Regions from separate parts of the Danio rerio genome. Here region 1 is linked to region 2. A link is a contact called in public Hi-C data. All regions are on one chromosome and are shown on one strand. Each heading gives the region's core, a stretch centred on a gene start, on an enhancer-like site or on the middle of the called end of the contact. The rest is flanking DNA. Distances are from core to core; before and after follow the strand shown.

What was found. Hi-C and Micro-C count contacts between places; a contact is called where the count stands out from the background.
Region 1: a Hi-C map of hematopoietic stem cells shows a contact between it and region 2, with 2.9 times the contacts expected there. The contact joins the promoter of specc1 here to the enhancer-like site in region 2. A contact is called at or near these places in 2 of 18 Hi-C or Micro-C datasets (hematopoietic stem cells and an unstated tissue) and 1 of 4 datasets of contacts at active chromatin or transcription factors (embryo).

What each region holds. Positions count from the first base shown.
Region 1 is chr5:68,918,951-68,922,184 of GRCz12tu, reverse strand. It overlaps specc1 (sperm antigen with calponin homology and coiled-coil domains 1), which reads left to right and starts at 1,724. Exons shown (of 15, transcript XM_685735.10): 1 at 1,724-1,762. All of the region lies in intron 24 of cntrl (centriolin), which reads left to right. timm22 (translocase of inner mitochondrial membrane 22 homolog (yeast)) reads right to left here and starts at 561. Exons shown (of 4, transcript NM_001386807.1): 1 at 288-561. The coding sequence starts at 546.
Region 2 is chr5:68,807,650-68,810,771 of GRCz12tu, reverse strand. The region is part of intron 7 of specc1 (sperm antigen with calponin homology and coiled-coil domains 1); the gene reads left to right. It also overlaps a transcript of zswim7 not described here. Among named protein-coding and RNA genes, the nearest start is that of adora2b, 76 kb to the right of the region's middle. Within about 2 kb of position 1,286, at least 4 of the 62 cell types and tissues checked have an H3K27ac peak or open chromatin away from gene starts, as enhancers often do.

The DNA of each region.
Region 1 (3,234 bases), core at 475-2,974, 110 kb before region 2:
ATGCTAAAGTCACAACTAAAATTCCCTCAGTTTTTGAAGGGTTAAACTAGATTACTTTTGAAAAAATAACAATCCTCTAATGTTGATCTTCACAATGAATTATATTGCTTACCACTACTCGATTAAATAGAAAATACTGAGTATAAGTACTATATCAAGAAGTCTAAAGCTTGTACCTCTTGCATTCGTTGACCTGTCAGACAAGAAACGCATATTTTCTTAAGCATATCAGAAGAGTTATCGGTTATGTGGTGTAAAAACGTGATAAATATCAGACAATGAAGTACCTCCGACACACGCTATGAGGGATTTAAAGGCGCAGCTCTCCATTCCCCGCTCGATCATCTTCTGCTCATCTGTTTTCTGGGGACTCGGTAAAGCCCCCATGACAGTCGGATTTAAGTCTTTAATCTGTCTTTTGTCGCCGATAAGATGGTCCAAAATAAGACTGTATTGCAGAGACACATTTTCCGCGGATGAAACGTTTGCCGAATGACCTGCAGTGACTGAAAGTGAAGCATCCGTGCTCTTTGCGGGCGCAGCCATGTTGACAGCGTGATTCTGTCAAACGGAGGATAAACAGGAGCACATTCGTCAACATTTAAAGAAAAAAATATATAATAATTGAAAAACCGCAACTTGGTAAACGCTAGTTTATAAAGTCCCTAAAATAAATACAGAAGTCTATATTTTATATTTTCTTCCCAAGCTGCATTTATGTAGCATTTATTTATGTCTTTATAACATAACAACTGGTTTTGCAGATTCGACAGAAAGAGAGGTGACTTTTAGCTTAGTAGTACAAAGAACTACAATGAAACAACCCGTGGTGGTGGTGGGTTAAACATTTATGTACATGTATTAAATGAGCCACATACAGTCTTGATAGCTTTTTATTATGCTAATAGAAAATTGACTTAAGTGTATTTTTCAAGAGGCAAATATTAGCGTTTCCACTATTTACATATGGATATGGCATTAAAATAAAATGTATTACATTATCTATATCTATATATCTATATCTATATCTCTCTCTCTCTCTCTCTCTCTCTCTCTCTCTCTCTCTCTCTCTATCTATCTATCTATCTATCTATCTATCTATCTATCTATCTATCTATCTATCTATCTATCTATCTATCTATCTATCTATCTATATATATATATATATATATATATATATATATATATATATATATATATATATATATATATATATATATATATATATATATATATATATATAAATATTTTTATCTTATGTGATAAATAAATCAAATTAAATGTGTACCAATCACGGAAAAAAGCACAATTATATATTTATTTAGAGTAATGTTTGCATAAAATAACAAAAAGGTGCCTTGTTTTCAGACCATATTATATTCCTTTTGTATACAACACAATGTTTTAACTTACATAACAGAACACAAATCAGTATTTAGTAGAATAATCCCAATTTTCAGTCACAACAAATGAAAACATTTGCTCTACTTACCAAATTTCTGAATAAAATGTCTAGACTAAATGGCAGTATTTTATTGAAAAAAATTGGCCTCTAAATAATCGTTTTACAAAAACACAATCTAGCAAATCCAGAGAAACTGAGAATTGTTCAAGCGTTCTTTTAATACATGCACTACAATTCCCAGCGTGCCCTTGTTCTCTGCACCATAGGTCGCGCGCTCCCCCTGGCGGATGAACTTGGCAGTGGCGCACGAGCATCTTCAGTTTGGTCACGGTGGCGCTCCTCGGCGTCAGGGAACAGGTGAGTCTCACTGAATTTTAAATGTTTTTCTCGTCTCGGAGATTGTATTATCAATGTAGAGCTCCCGCTAAGTTCATTTGATCACTTCACGAAATCCTTTCTAGTCGTCATTGGGACAAACGCGGTACTTACCCGCACTTTTATCAACGGATGTTGTCGTGCTGCTCGCGAGTGGGAACGAGCTGCTGTTTTTAACGGTGACTGCTGTTTGGCTAATTCTCAGTAGACCTTCAGTATGATAAGGGACAGCGATTCAAAGCTCGCATATATTCGGTTTGTTTGATTATTTTCACGCGTTGTGTCTAAATTAGACAGAGACACGGTCTGAATTGAGATAACGTTACTGCAGCAGTTCTGTCACGAGAGGTTTGTGAACTAGAAACATCAAGACTCCAGTCAGTCCCTGCGGAGATATGTTATTGACAGGATTTCACATGTCATATGTATTTCAATATCAAATTAATCAGAGTGTTTATGTAGGAATCTGAATATTGTGGAGTACTAATGCTGCAAAAGTTCAGATGTAGACGGTCACTTCGTGTCAACTCAACCAAAGGTCCCTGGTTTAAACATTTGAATTTGTTTATTTATTTTTTTTATTTTAACCGAAGCAAGACAAAACGAAAGTCAAAATATTTACCCTCATAGTGTATATTATAGAGGTAAAGTTGGTTTTATATTCGGATATTCAGACATTCTCCTTAATAATATAATTAAGGAAAGTATTCTTTGCAAATTGTAAATAGGGAAATCATATTAACAGCAAATGACTAAGTACAACATTGCTCACAGTGAATTAGCTAGTGTTAATGTTGTTTAGAAGCCATACTTGCATGCTAATTCCGATCGAATATTCAAAGTAACTGTAAATAATATAGAGACTGCTAAATGAACCAATATATGCGCATATAAAATCCACTTTACCTCTATATTGTGTACCATGTTACTTTGAATATACGATCGGAATTAGCATGCAAGTATGACTTCTAAACAACATCAACACTGTCTAATTGACTGTGAACAATGTTGTACTTTGATAATCTTTGGTTGCTTATATGATTTCCTTATTTAGAATTTGCAAAGAATACTTTTCTGAAATTATATTATTAAGGAGAAAGTCTGAATATCCGAATATAAAACCAACTTTACCTCTATGTGTATATCTACTAAGTGGACGGAGGTCAAAATGACGGGGGTAAAATAACTTTAGAATGATCCATTTTACATCTTTGTGCTTATTCTCATTACCTGAGCTGAAAGGCATCGTTATGGGTTTATGAAGCACCTGGTTGATCATGCTGTCACATCTCCATCCTAATGGCCACACTGTCAGCTATTTAGTTTCCTAGCTGCATCAACAATATTTCGTTTATATGTCTAATAATAAAATATGTTTACTGTTTGCTGAAAAGCTTCCCCCTGAAGTTTGCATGACTGTAACTTAATTTGATTTGATTTGATTTTTTTTTTTG
Region 2 (3,122 bases), core at 37-2,536:
CATTTCAAATCCATCGTATTAGTGTATAGAGCCAAAAATGTTAGAATTGTGTTCATGTTCAAATATTTATGGACCTAACTGTAAATATTTATTGTCCTTTGCTGCATAGAATTCATTAAAATTGATGTAAAATAACATACATCACAAGTTAATTTTTTAAAAATGCACCTAAAATAGTCTTGCAATTTGTGATTGTTTTTTTTTAGTTGAATAACACTCTCGTTCTCGTTGAGTGTCTCATCACACCCCTAATATTTACCCTTTAAATGATAAAACATTTATATTTTTGAATTTACCATGCTTGAATTGATAAGTAATTGCTAGCCTAATATAATTAGCATTTTTTGTGCATATATTTATAAATTAACTAGTAATTCTCGCATCCATCATACTTTGATACAGTTCTTAGGAAAACTAAAATGAAAACACATTATTCATTCATTCTTTTTCTTGTCGGCTTAGTCCCTTTATTAATCCGGGGTCGCCACAGCGGAATGAACCACCAACTTATCCAGCAAATGATTATGCAGCGGATGCCCTTCCAGCCGCAAACCATCTCTGGGAAACATCCACACACACACACACATTCATACACTATGGACAATTTAGCCTACCCAATTCACCTGTACAGCATGTCGTTTGACTGTGGGGGAAACCGGAGCACCCGGAGGAAACCCACACGAACGCAGGGAGAACATGCAAACTCCACACAGAAATGCTAACTGAGCCGAGGCTCGAACCAGCGACCTTCTTGCTGTGAGGCGACAGCACTACCTACTGCGCCACTGCTTCGCCCTAAAAACACATTAACTAGTGTAAAATAGTGTTTATTCTGTGGTGTTGGGCTGGCATTACTGCTTTGGTTTCATGTTTCTGTTTCGTGTGCTAGCTTTGTAGAATATTGTGCATTAGCATTAACACTTTCTCCCCATTATCATGTGAATAAACCTGTACACTTCATTAATAAGACTATGAGCCTGAGTTTGTACTGGTTTAAGCATATTGAGATAAAGGTGCTTCTATAAGTGGTGCATTTGAGTTGCTAGATCTTTTTAAAAAAAACTCTTCCGCTCGGTTGAATGGGACAGCCAGTGTACGTCGATCTCCCCTTTCCTCAGATGCCCCCCTAAAGGATTTCCCTCTGACCCAGGTGAGTGCAACGCTAGCACCAGCCCCCAGCACTCATACTGACTTGCTAGTATGAATGCTAATGGATGGTCAGAGTCATTTAAAGTTGCTTGTTTTTCCCCTCTGCATTTTAGCCACCCGCCCACCGCTTTGAACATTACTGATTGGCTGTGCTCATTTGATTCAAACGGGGCTGGGTCTGCTTTGCTTCTGCCTTTTCTTACACTCTTGCCCCTTAAAAAACGTTGTATATGGCGACATCTGCTGTTTGCTTTGATTTCTGCATTAAATATTGAGAAAAAAAAAGTTTGCTGGAAATGTTTGAAGATTTTCTTCCTTCAATCATCAGATCTGCTATTAAATCTGCTAATGAAACATATCAGATGTTTTATTGATTTCAGAAAGATGCATGAAGGTTGATGCTGCCATGATGAAAACATTAGTTTCATAAAAGACGCTCGATTTAATGGTGATGCTGCTCTTCTCAATGAGTCGGTCATAATGAATAAGCTTCAACTTATGAAGTGTTTTAACGAAAATTCATTTGGACTGCTTTGTTTTCTCTGTGTTTCTTTCAGAATCGCCAGTGGAGCGGCGTTTGAGACCTCCAAGACTGCAGTTGAGGGGCGATAGATATTTCGATTTAAATTGATGGCAGTATTGTAGTACAGAGTTATCATTGTCAGTATTATTCATGAGGACAAATTCAGATTTATTTTGACAGGAAAATAAAACGGGAACACATGGCGTTTCCACAGCTGCTGAGAGGAGATTTTTGTATTTGTTTTAAAGCAGACAGCACCTGCACTATCTGAAATGTTTGATCATGTGACCTGCTTGTGTTGGTGCGCCTGTAAGCAGGGTCAACTGTTACATTAAGGGAAGAAAAAGCGAACAAATTGTGTAAGGATGTATTTGTATCACTAATTTATTATATCCCTAACTGGGCACAGTCTTTTTTTCTTTTTTAAAGTACAAAATTGTCTTTGTATTGTGCTGCCTTAGGGGAAAAAAAGCCAACACTTATGTACCTTTACTAGGCGACCAGCACTTTTTGATTTTGTCTTGATGGTTTGTATTTCAGCAGTAGCCACGGAGCTGTTTCTGCCTAAAACACTCAGAACTTGAATTAGATTGAGGCACATTTTTTGTAATTAGCCCTTATAACGCATTAGTCTGTTTTAAGACAAAAGAAATATGTGCATTTTTTTTTTAATTGCATTGTTTTTAGTAAGCGAACTAAACTTTACATAGTTTTTTCAAATTCTAAAAGGGCACCTATGCAAGGTTATGATAGTTTTGGATTTTTCATTAGATTTAGTTTCTATTTCGTTTTGACATTTTGTTTTCAAATTCAGTTTGTTTTAATTAGTTTTAGAGGTAGATTTCTTAGTTTTTATTAGTTTCTATATTTTAAAAATGTCTAAATTTTAGTTAAGTTTTTATTAGTTTCAGTATTAGTTTAAGTTTTTTTCTAAATTAGGATGTTTGTTAGGTGCAAGATTCAAAATCAACAGGATAAATATTGTATAATAAAAACTCAGCCACACATTTTTTGAAACATGTATTCAGAGAACACATGAACACTATCATCTACCACAACCATCTATCCATCCTCAAGTTAGACACACAGTAGTGATGGACATGGCCGGATTAACCAATGGGCATTATAGGCACAGGCCCAGGGGCCCATCCGCGCTTAGATTTTGCCTACTCTTCATCACGAGGAAGACAAGTTTGAATTATTAATAAGTGTGTGTTTTATGGAGGACTCAAATTCCTAGAACTGGATTGGAGAGGTGTTATCTAAATCATGTGCATTATAAGTTTTTAGAAGTATACATTAAAATACCCTTAAATGTAAATTTTTATACTGAGGTGCAAAAGGGTCAAACAACACCTGCAGCGCGGAATATATTTACTTCTAAAAGGCTTACAGTAAGATTATGTATTAAATACATTTACAAACACGAAAACGAAGGAGGTTTTAGCTA